Regions from separate parts of the Mus musculus genome. Here all the other regions are linked to region 3. Evidence: chromatin contacts called from public promoter capture Hi-C data. All regions are on one chromosome and are shown on one strand. Each heading gives the region's core, a stretch centred on a gene start, on an enhancer-like site or on the middle of the called end of the contact. The rest is flanking DNA. Distances are from core to core; before and after follow the strand shown.

What was found. Promoter capture Hi-C pulls out the DNA fragments that hold promoters and counts their contacts.
Region 1: a promoter capture Hi-C map of embryonic stem cells shows a contact between it and region 3. The contact joins the promoter of Il27ra here to the promoter of Farsa in region 3. A contact is called at or near these places in 14 of 39 promoter capture datasets (the 3T3-L1 cell line, the C10 cell line, cranial neural crest and 9 more), 2 of 115 datasets of contacts at active chromatin or transcription factors (embryonic limb bud and fetal liver) and 1 of 9 other capture datasets (adipose tissue).
Region 2: a contact with region 3 is called in a promoter capture Hi-C map of cranial neural crest. The contact joins the promoter of Asf1b here to the promoter of Farsa in region 3. A contact is called at or near these places in 3 of 39 promoter capture datasets (cranial neural crest, hippocampal neurons and pre-B cells), 2 of 115 datasets of contacts at active chromatin or transcription factors (bone marrow-derived macrophages and embryonic stem cells) and 2 of 9 other capture datasets (adipose tissue and liver).

Annotation. Positions count from the first base shown.
Region 1 is chr8:84,040,935-84,044,144 of GRCm38.p6, reverse strand. Il27ra (interleukin 27 receptor, alpha) reads left to right here and starts at 1,570. Exons shown (of 14, transcript NM_016671.3): 1 at 1,570-1,695; 2 at 1,941-2,058; 3 at 3,056-3,210. The coding sequence starts at 1,611. It overlaps Rln3 (relaxin 3), which reads left to right. Exons shown (of 2, transcript NM_173184.1): 2 at 814-1,078. The coding sequence ends at 1,052.
Region 2 is chr8:83,954,036-83,957,478 of GRCm38.p6, reverse strand. Asf1b (anti-silencing function 1B histone chaperone) reads right to left here and starts at 1,785. Exons shown (of 4, transcript NM_024184.2): 1 at 1,542-1,785. The coding sequence starts at 1,650. It overlaps Gm10644 (predicted gene 10644), which reads left to right and starts at 2,146. Exons shown (of 5, transcript NR_169070.1): 1 at 2,146-2,376.
Region 3 is chr8:84,855,728-84,859,075 of GRCm38.p6, reverse strand. Farsa (phenylalanyl-tRNA synthetase, alpha subunit) reads right to left here and starts at 2,090. Exons shown (of 13, transcript NM_025648.3): 1 at 1,895-2,090. The coding sequence starts at 2,041. 1700122E12Rik (a long non-coding RNA gene) reads right to left here. Exons shown (of 3, transcript XR_106144.5): 3 at 2,411-3,348.

The DNA.
Region 1 (3,210 bases), core at 321-2,820, 810 kb after region 3:
TTGGGAGACTGTGATTAGAATCCCAACACTCTGGGAAGCTGAGGCAGGATGGTCATGAACTCAAGGACAGCCTAAGACCCTGTCTCAAAAAAAAAAAAATCGCAAAACCAAAAAACGGAGTGGAGGAGGAGGAAGAAGATGATGATGAAAGAGAGATGTGTGGGTGGTGAATGATGGACAGACAGATGGATGCATGCGCAGGTTAGGAGTGTGCCTGCCTCAAAACAGTAGCTCTATGGCTAAATGGCTGTGTCCTCACACAAGCCTGATGAGGAGCCAGGGTCCCAATTAGTGAATAGTAAGTAGGTGGCAACAGCAGCAAACTCAGTAGCTGTCACTGAGAGGCTGGAAGAAGTGAATTCGGTAAAGCAAACAAGACGGTCAATAAATGATCAGTGTTCACTTGAGTGCTCCTCATGTATCCCATAGTATTGTGCTTTTGCGGGCATCCAGTCTGATACTCCTGACAAAGCCAAAAAAAAAAAAAGTAGAAGTTATTATTATCTCCCCTCCCCCTCCCCTGCTTTGTGGAAAAGAAAACTGAGCCTAGGAGGGAGACGGAAGTAATGTCATTTACTATTCTGATTTAGGGAGCCTAGCTCCCAAATGCATATTTTCATCTACGCCGTCCACATTAAATAAAGAATCGCATGAACTCAGTGACAGGAAAGTCCAGCTTAGCACTGAAACTGACAACAGAGCCAGCATTTGAACCCTCGAGGGGATGAAATCAAACTCAGAACCGCAACCTTGATCCTCCAGACTGGAGATGTAAGTGGGCTAAGCCCTGATTCTTCCTCTTTGCTTTTGCAGGGGACTTCTTCGCTGATGGAGAAGCCAATACAGACCACCTGGCCAGCGAGCTGGATGAAGCGGTGGGCTCCAGCGAGTGGCTGGCCCTAACCAAATCCCCCCAGGCTTTCTACGGTGGTCGAGCCAGCTGGCAAGGGTCACCTGGAGTGGTTCGGGGCAGCAGAGATGTGTTGGCTGGCCTTTCCAGCAGTTGCTGCGAGTGGGGCTGTAGCAAGAGCCAAATTAGCAGCTTGTGCTAGGATCAGGGTTGAGCAATGGAGAAGCGGGCCGTGCCTGCAAGCTGCTGTCAGCTGTGCGATGTTCAAGAGCATTCCTACAGGCGAGGCACCAAGGGGTCCACTGTCTCCTTACAGACCCTCTGCCAAGATGCATACACTACTTGCCAACCTTTCCCCACCTTGCTGCCGGCCCCTCCTCTATCCAGCCAAACAGAAACTTGTTTTTCATGGCTGAGTTCTTCCGTGCCACAACCTCACCCCCAGCAGCCCAGCAGCAACCAGATGCCCATCTTCTTAAACTGGCTACACTAGAGTCTGCCCCACCTCCACCCTCAGTCCGGCCCTAATTGTCGCCACTGTCCCTGGCTAACCTCCCCCCCACCCCAAAACAGAGCCCCTGGTCCTCAGTACTCAGACTTCCTCACCACATAAAATAAAGGTTCAGTTCTGAGCATTTGCACGCGTGCGTATCATTGCTGGGGGTGGGCGGATTTGGGGACTTCCCGCCAGGGGCGGGGTGGCTTCCTTCCCGCAGGCTGTAAGCCCCAAGCCTGGTGGTGTCACTTGTCCCTGGGAGCCATGAACCGGCTCCGGGTTGCACGCCTCACGCCGTTGGAGCTTCTGCTGTCGCTGATGTCGCTGCTGCTCGGGACGCGGCCCCACGGTGAGCAGCTTCGTGAGTGGCTGGCTCGGGGTCACAGTTGTAGGGCATCGGGAACTGGGCGACAACAGGATGTAGCAGGTCGGAAAGGGGCCCGGGACTCCCTCTGCGCCATCCCAGCACGTGCCAGGCCCTGCGCTCCGGTACTGCACTACCACTGTACCAGAGGATGGACGCATCCACAGTCCAGCAAGTTCAGGCCCCGGGGAACTTGACCACGGTCCTCTCGGCTCTCTGCGCCCCTGCAGGCAGTCCAGGTCCACTGCAGTGCTACAGCGTCGGTCCCCTGGGAATCCTGAACTGCTCCTGGGAACCTTTGGGCGACCTGGAGACTCCACCTGTGCTGTATCACCAGAGTCAGAAATAGTGAGTACCCTGGAGTGGTCTAGGGGAAACTGAGGACGGAAAGTGGTCACTCAGATTTCAAGCGAATTTTGTTAAGAGGATCACCGCCCGCCCCTCAGTCCGGCTACTGAGAATTCGGTCCACACTCTCACAACCCTCAGGCTAGCCCACTCATTCCCTTATGGCATAACTCAGGTCTGACCACTTTCCCTCTCTCAACCCCCACCCCCACCCCCACAGTAATGACGGCACAGGCCTGCCATGATTGATTCTGCCCATCAGCACGGTAGGCACATGGCAAAGAAAAACTGCTGAGCACTAGAAAGCAGGTTAATATCGTTGTTGTACGACATCGGGCAGGTAACTTGAATTTCTGAGTTCACTCTAAGCAGCATGGTGACACACACCTGCAAACACAGCTCTTGGAAGATGGAGGCAAGAAAATCAGGAGTTCAAGAGCGACCTCAGCTTCACAACAAGTTTGAGATCAGCGTGGGCTGTAAGAAACTGTCTCAAAAAAAAAAAAAAGTCAGTGTAGCGCTTGTAATCACAACAACAATAGCTGGTTCTGGTATGGTTTGGGGTTCAGGGTCCAGGGGAGAGTGTATCTGGAAACTTCATTTCAATTGCGCTAAGTAAAGGACAAAGAAAAAGCACCTTGGGAGGAGCCCCGGGGAACAGCATGTTTTCTGAGACAGGGTCTTACCCTGTGAAGCTGGCCTCTAACAATCCTGCTTTCGTCTCCTGTGTGCTGGGATGACAGCTGTGAACTGTCGGGTGTAAACTGTCAGTCACCCGGCCCACTGTTGAGTTCTTTCAGAAAGTAGGTGTACTGCATACATTTTAAAGAAGAACAGAGAGGTTAAGTCACTCTCCTCAGGTCACGGTGTTGACTTAAGAGCAAGGGATTCAGACCCCAAGCAGAGCAGGGTGAGGCATGAAGTTGGTGCAGGGCTGGAAGCTTAGCCTGGGGCTTAGGCTGTGCCAACGAGCATCTCTTCCCAATCTCTCCTCACAGCCATCCCAATAGAGTCTGGGAGGTGAAGGTGCCTTCCAAACAGAGTTGGGTGACCATTCCCCGGGAACAGTTCACCATGGCTGACAAACTCCTCATCTGGGGGACACAAAAGGGACGGCCTCTGTGGTCCTCTGTCTCTGTGAACCTGGAGACCC
Region 2 (3,443 bases), core at 536-3,035, 900 kb after region 3:
AAACATGACCAACAGGCTGACTCTAGCCTCGCTGTTCTGGTTCTATAAATAAGGAATAAAAGTAATACTAGGCAATGACCATGCAACCATTTTTAAATGCAAGGAGCACAAACAGACTGATTGAAACCTGATCTCTCAGCATCTGGGAACTGTGAATCCCTTAATCTATCAGCTCCTTATATCTCCTCTTGGCTTCCAAATAAATCGTATTCCACACTGTTACTCTACCTTTTATTTATTTATTTACACCCTGCCTTGTTCCAGTAAGGATTTAACCCAGCTTATTCTATAGTTAGTCATAAGTAGATTCATTTAAACTTAAGGGGTAAGAAACTAGGGAGAGGCTGAGCCACTGACCCACCCCAAGCACACACATAGCAGCTCCAAGTGAACAGGAGTGGCTGGCCTTAACTGAATACCACCAACAGCCACCAAGAGGCACTAGTTGCCACAGCCTAGGCTCTCAGAGCTCCACCTCCTCAGCTGCTACATCCTTTCAACACTCAGTAGAGAAATGGTCTCGTGGAGTGTTGAAAGCAGGTCCTCTGAAAACAGGACTTGCCTTTTGCTGGGGAGCTGAGAATCCAAAGTGACTTCACAGTTTACATGTTCATGGATTTATTTGAAAGTCTTTTGCTCTTTATGGCTCTTGTTCTCTCATCTGTGTGATGAGAGCCATGTCCACCTTTATGTCCCACAGATGAATTAAGTCATTCTGTGAAAGATCCACAAAAGCCCGTGGCCTCCCAGTTGATGGAAGTTGGATCCCATCCCTGTTTGGTCAGTCCACCCACTCCCCAGACAAGGTCAGCCCATCAAAAGGGATGAGGGGTTCCTTGCACTGAGTTAGCTGGCAGCTAGTAGAAATCTCAGAAACTGGAAGAGGCCTGCCTGGCTGTGGCACCCCTCACCTCAGGACATTCACCCAGACCAGGAGCTGGGGAGACCAAGTTACCTACAAAGCCTGGAGTCAGAAGCCCCCATCTCTCCTCAGAGGGAGCTCAGACATAGGATCTGGGACTAACCTAAAGGAAGAAGGCTTATAGGCAACACCATGTTGTTACGGTTGGCAAGCAGGAGTTGTGGGGGACAAATCTGGAGTTGTCTGGGGAGGGGGTTTTTGGGAGCCATGGGGTGAAGAAGGTCTTGACATGGGCGGACAGGGCAACAGAAGAGTCTGGCTGCTTTGTAGGAAAAGATACCCACAAGGAAAAGGGGGGGGGACGGGACTGGAGGTTGGGATTCCATAGGACACGTGGATGGTTTCTTAGGAGGAAGGGCATCAACGCGGGGTCTAGCCATAGGGAAAAGGCGTGGCTGCGGGTCTCCAGGGAAAGCGTACAAGGACAAGCGGTGCAAGACGAAGGGTGACGAGGCCTCCACCAGACAATGTACACTGGACAGAGCCGGCTCCACCGAGAGACCGGAGCTGGGCCATGGAGGCGTATCTAATGGGAGATCTAGTTGGCCCCGGGAGATTGGGGGTGGCGAAACCCCGAGGGCAGGAGGGTCTGGGGTCCCCGGCTCAGGCCCGGCCTCACCGTCAGACAGGGCCTCACTGCATTCGAAGCTGATCTCGAACCGGAAGGGGCTGTGGAAAGGGCTCGGGTTCTCCAGCACAGCCACATTCAGCACCGACACCTTGGCCATCACCGCGCCCGGGAGCCGCAGCTGCTGTGGAGACTTCTTCACAGTGACTTGCGACAGAGAAGAAGGGGGGGACGACAGGACGGAAACCTCCCTGCGTCTCCCAACTCTTCCCTCTGAAGCGCTCCTCCGCTCAGCGCGCTCCCTTCAAATAGCCGGCTCCGCCTTCCAGCCAATCGCCGCTAAGGACCGATGACGGCGCGAGCCATCAGCCAATCTCGAGGCGTCTTCAGGCGCGCGCCTGGACCCTCAGACCAATCAGAGAAGCTCCCTCTTCACGGGCCCCAGGAGGCGGAACGTTAATCTCTTAGCTTCGTAAAGGTCTATCGGGAACCAATCCCTGGAGTCTCCGACTGGAATAGCTCGCTCCGGGGTGGGCGGAGTTAGAGCGCGGAACTTCTCTTGTCCAATCCCAAGGGTTACCGCACCGGCATCCCCCGCCCCTCGTTCCGCTTTTCCGGTAGACGCACCTCACAGAGAGCAGCGCCACCAACGGCCGAACGGTGGCGCGCGACTCTCACTAAAACGCGCTGAGAAGACGGCACTCGCACTCGCAGTGATTGAGTATCGATCGTGGGCGTGGCCGTAAGCGGGTTTCTGAGACGTGATTGGCTATTATGGTGGGCGTGAGGAACGCCGGGCTGGAGAGCTGTGGAAATCGCACACCCTCACAGTGAAAAGCTTTAAGGAGGAGAGAGTGGCCTGGGCGGTTTAGGCGGCTGTCAGCAGGTGAGCGTTTCTGGGGACTACCCTGAGGGGTTCCTACCTTTGAAAATCATGGTCGAGGAGACTGTCGAGAAGGTTTAGATCACCCCTGAGACAAGATGGCGTAGCGATGAGAGGGGATACAGGATCGAGTCTCAGTCCGAAGGGAGTTCTGGTTCGTGGACAGACCAGGGTTTGAATCCTGCCTCTGCACTCTGTCTTTCAGCCCGGGCTCGGTGACGCACGCTTTTTATCCCAGCACACGGGAGGCAGAGGCAGGTGGACCTGTGAGTTCGAGGCCAGCCTGGTCTGCAGAGCAAGTTCTAGGACAGCCAGGGCTACACAGAGAAACCCTGATCCAAAACCAAACCAGTTAACTGCCGCTGTCTGTGAAACTTACCTTTTCTCCTTACTTTCTGGTTCTTTATACCCTGTCATAGCTTCTTACACAACCTTTACCAATCACATCTTTTAAAGGTTAAAACAAAATGGAAAGGTAGATGCGTGCCATTAATCTCAGGACTCAGAGGTAGGCAGACTTCTGTGGGCCAGCCTGATCTACACAGTGAGTTTGGGGAAGTAAGTAAATTAGTTTTCATACTTGGCCAATGCAAAAAGGCCAAGAAGCAATGAATATGATTTTTAATAGACACTTAACTAAATAGGACAAAAATAATCATTTCAAATATGACCATTCTAAAAACACCAATGAGCTATCCTGCACCTTTTTACTCATTGAGAAGTCTTTGGGATCCTGTATGTGTTTCACATTTCAAACAGGTCTGTAACCTAGCATGGGACTGTCCACTTTTATTTGAAAGAGGTATCTGACCTTTTATATTTCACAAAATTTATAGTTGAAAATGTAAGGGGCTGGTGAGATGGCTCAGCAGGTAAGAGCACCCGACTGCTCTTCTGAAGGTCCTGAGTTCAAATCCCAGCAACCACATGGTGGCTTACAACCATCTGTAACAAGATCTGACTCCCTCTTCTGGTGTGTCTGAAGACAGCTACAGTGTACTTACATATAATAAATAAATAAATATTAAAAAAAAAAAGAAAATGTAAGCCAGTAATTTCAGCACTTAGGA
Region 3 (3,348 bases), core at 841-3,340:
GTGAATTTCTGAGTTCGAGGCCAGCCTGGTCTACAAAGTGAGTTCCAGGACAGTCAGGGCTACACAGAGAAACCCTGTCTCGAAAAACCAAAAAAATAAAAATAAAAAAATAAAAAATAAATTTAAAAAAATAATAAATCTTTAAAAGAAAAAAAAGAATTTAACGGTTTAATGGCAAAGATCAGGGGAGAAAAGAATATCGAAGTTTATTTTAAATAATTGGCTGAAAAATAAAATCAAGAAAGCCATGAGCCGTATCCCTGGCACCTATATCATATTCCCCATCTATCCACAACACTGAGGACTGCAGTGTGTACAACTAGTGACGTTTGCTGGGTCACTACACTAAGCACCAGCTGTCTTATGTGCAAGACCCAAAAACAATGTCAGCATCCTAAGATTATGGCAAGGACTACAGAACAGAGCTGAACTTGAGTACAGAACTTGTGCTCAAGAAATAAACAACCGAGAGCCTGGCCTCATGGATCTTGCTTCCTGAGTGGTCCACAAATCCCTCGTCATTCATTTCTTCCTAGTATGTTTGCCAATGCTGGAAGGATGGGTTTCCTCTCTGCCCCTCTTCCTTACCCTGAATCTTGGGTCACCTGCCTCCCCATATCGGACACTATGCCCTCCAGTTTAGGGATGTTCCAGCCTCAGCTCTCAGCTCCCCACCCCAGCTCTCAGTTTAGCCTGGTATTCCTTCTGAAAACTAATACAGAGAATACAATCTGGCTGGCTACAACTCCTAGTATAGTTCTCCATTCTTCTCCTGAGATAAAGACACACAAAGCAGGCTGTGCATGGTGGTAAAATCGTGTAATCTTAGCTGTTGGGAACCTGAGGTAAGGAAAGCTCGTGAACTCATACACAGTGAGTTCAAGGCCAGACTGGACAGTGAGGGCCTGTTTCAAGGTTAAAAAGTATCCCAGCATTCGAGAGGCGGAGGCAGGTGGATCTCTGTGAATCTGAGGCTGGACTGGCCTACATAGTGGCTTACAGCATATCCAGGGCTATGTAAGGAGACCCAGCCTGAAAAACTGAACAAAGACAGTAAAAACCTACAAAAAATTTTTAAAAAGAAAAAAGTACAAAGTGTGGTGGAGAGGTGCTTCAGTGGTTTAAGAGCAATAGCTCCTGCAGAGGAACCAGGTTCAAGTCCCAGCACCTACATGGAAGCTCACAGCCATCTATGACTTAAGTTCCCACCCTCTTCTGGTTTCCTCCAGCTTGTGGTGCACATAACTTAGGCAGGCACACATATATACATAAAAAACAATAACTCTAAGAGGGTGAGTATTGGTGGCATAAGCCTTTTATCCCAGCTCTCTGAAGACACATGGATCTTGGTAAATTGGAGGCCAGCCTGGTCCAGATAGCAACCATATTTTTAGGGTGTAGCTTTTGACTAGCAGCAGAAGGCCCTAACATGGAGATAAAAGGGGAAAACAGGAACCTTACAGAACCATTTAATTCTGCCCTGATGGTCTCTGCGGCCTATAATCCCACACCAATGCCCTGCCACTGATGTCTTGGATGCCATCGTTTTCCTCCATTGGCCTCGAGTCAGTTTCCATCTGTACCTGATCCCGGCTCTCTGTCCCGCAACGCTAAGTCAACTGTCACAGCTAGTTCTCTGAGCCTTCATATCACTCTGGTCATTTGTGTTTCCCCATTAGATTGCAACCCCTTTCCGGGAAGCGACTCGTCTTGTCACACCCCTACATGTGCCATGTTTTCGCCTTAACAGACATTAGTCACTTGAGAAACGAAAACTGTTCCAGACTTCCCACCAGCGCACCCCACGGTGCACCAGCACGTAATGTCCCTTCACCAGAAATAATGGGGCTGCCGGTATGAAAGCGAGGCCGAGCCGCGGCACGCCTGGACTCACCTCACCCAGAGCTTGAAGGCTCTTCACTGCGCCCACCACCGCCTGGTGCTCCACACCCAGCTGCGTAGCCAACTCCGCGCTGTCCAGACCGCCATCAGCTACCTCCAGCCGCCGCAGCAACAGCTCCAAAACGGGATTATCCGCCATGGCTACTCCCAGCGTGCTTGGCGTGTGCAGGCCGCCGGACCTGACTAGGGGACCGGAACTGGAACCGGAAGTCGCGATAGCGCGTGCGTTGCCATTTTTAGTGTGGCGCAAAGGGCGACTTGGAAGCTGGTCGTCGCCATCTTAAGTGTGGCAAATGAGCCTCAAATGTACTTAAGGGATTCAGGATGCTGCATGTAGTTTGACCCCAGTGGCTTTTAGTTAACTAGTGAAGTCAATTTGATGACTTGAAGGGCAAAAGTAGTTTTCTTTTGGGATTTTTGTTTTATATCTTGAAACAGGTCTTCTTTAGCAGAGGCTAGACTTGACCTCCTCATCTCCTGCCTACTTCTCCCAAGTGCTAGGATTACAGACAATCACTCTAAGGCTTGACTGAAATTCTATTGGTTTCCCCCAATAATTTTCATCCAGCCACCACTAGCAGGCTCAGATCACTGCCATCCTTCAAGAATTCTCAGCCGGGCAGTGGTGGTGCGTGCCTTTGATCCCAGCACTTGGGAGGCAGAGGCAGGCAGATTTCTGAGTTCGAGGCCAGCCTGGTCTACAGAGTGAGTTCCAGGACAGCCAGGGTTACACAGAGAAACCCTATCTCGAAAAACCAAAAAAAAAATTTTTTTAAAAATCTCTCTTACCTAGAGAGAAGGTGGCACTGAGTGGTGGGCTTCAGGCATGACCATTCTATTGATGTTTTTGTTGTTTTAGATTTATTCACTTTATTTTTATGTGTGAGGTTTTTGTCTGTATATATGTCTATGCACCATATGTGTGCATGGTGGCCTCAGAGGTCAGAAGATGGCCATCAGATCACATGGAACTGAAGCTTTGGAAGTTTGTGAACCATCAAGTGGATTCTGGGAATTGAACTATGGTCCTATGCAAGAGAACTTAACAGCTTAATACTTAATATTTAACAAGCGCTCTTAAGAGCTGAGCCATCTTTCCAGGGCCCCACTCTACAGATGTTAACTTTTTTTACATTTTCAAAAGGAATCTGGGTAGGGAACCATATATGTTTAGGGAGGAGGGATTCACTTAAGACAGTCACAAAGCCTGCTGACCTGCATGGAGTACTTCAGGGATTTTAAGTTCTCCCTAAAATTCATAATGTAGATACTATATAAATCTCTTCTACTTTACAAGAGAAAAAATGAGGCTTGGAGTTAGAGAGATGGCTCAGTACTTAAGAGCATTGACTATTCCTCCACAAGTCCTGAGTTCAAATCCCAGCAACCATGTGGTGGCTCACAACCATCTGTAATGAGATCGGATGCCCTCTTCTGGTGTGTCTG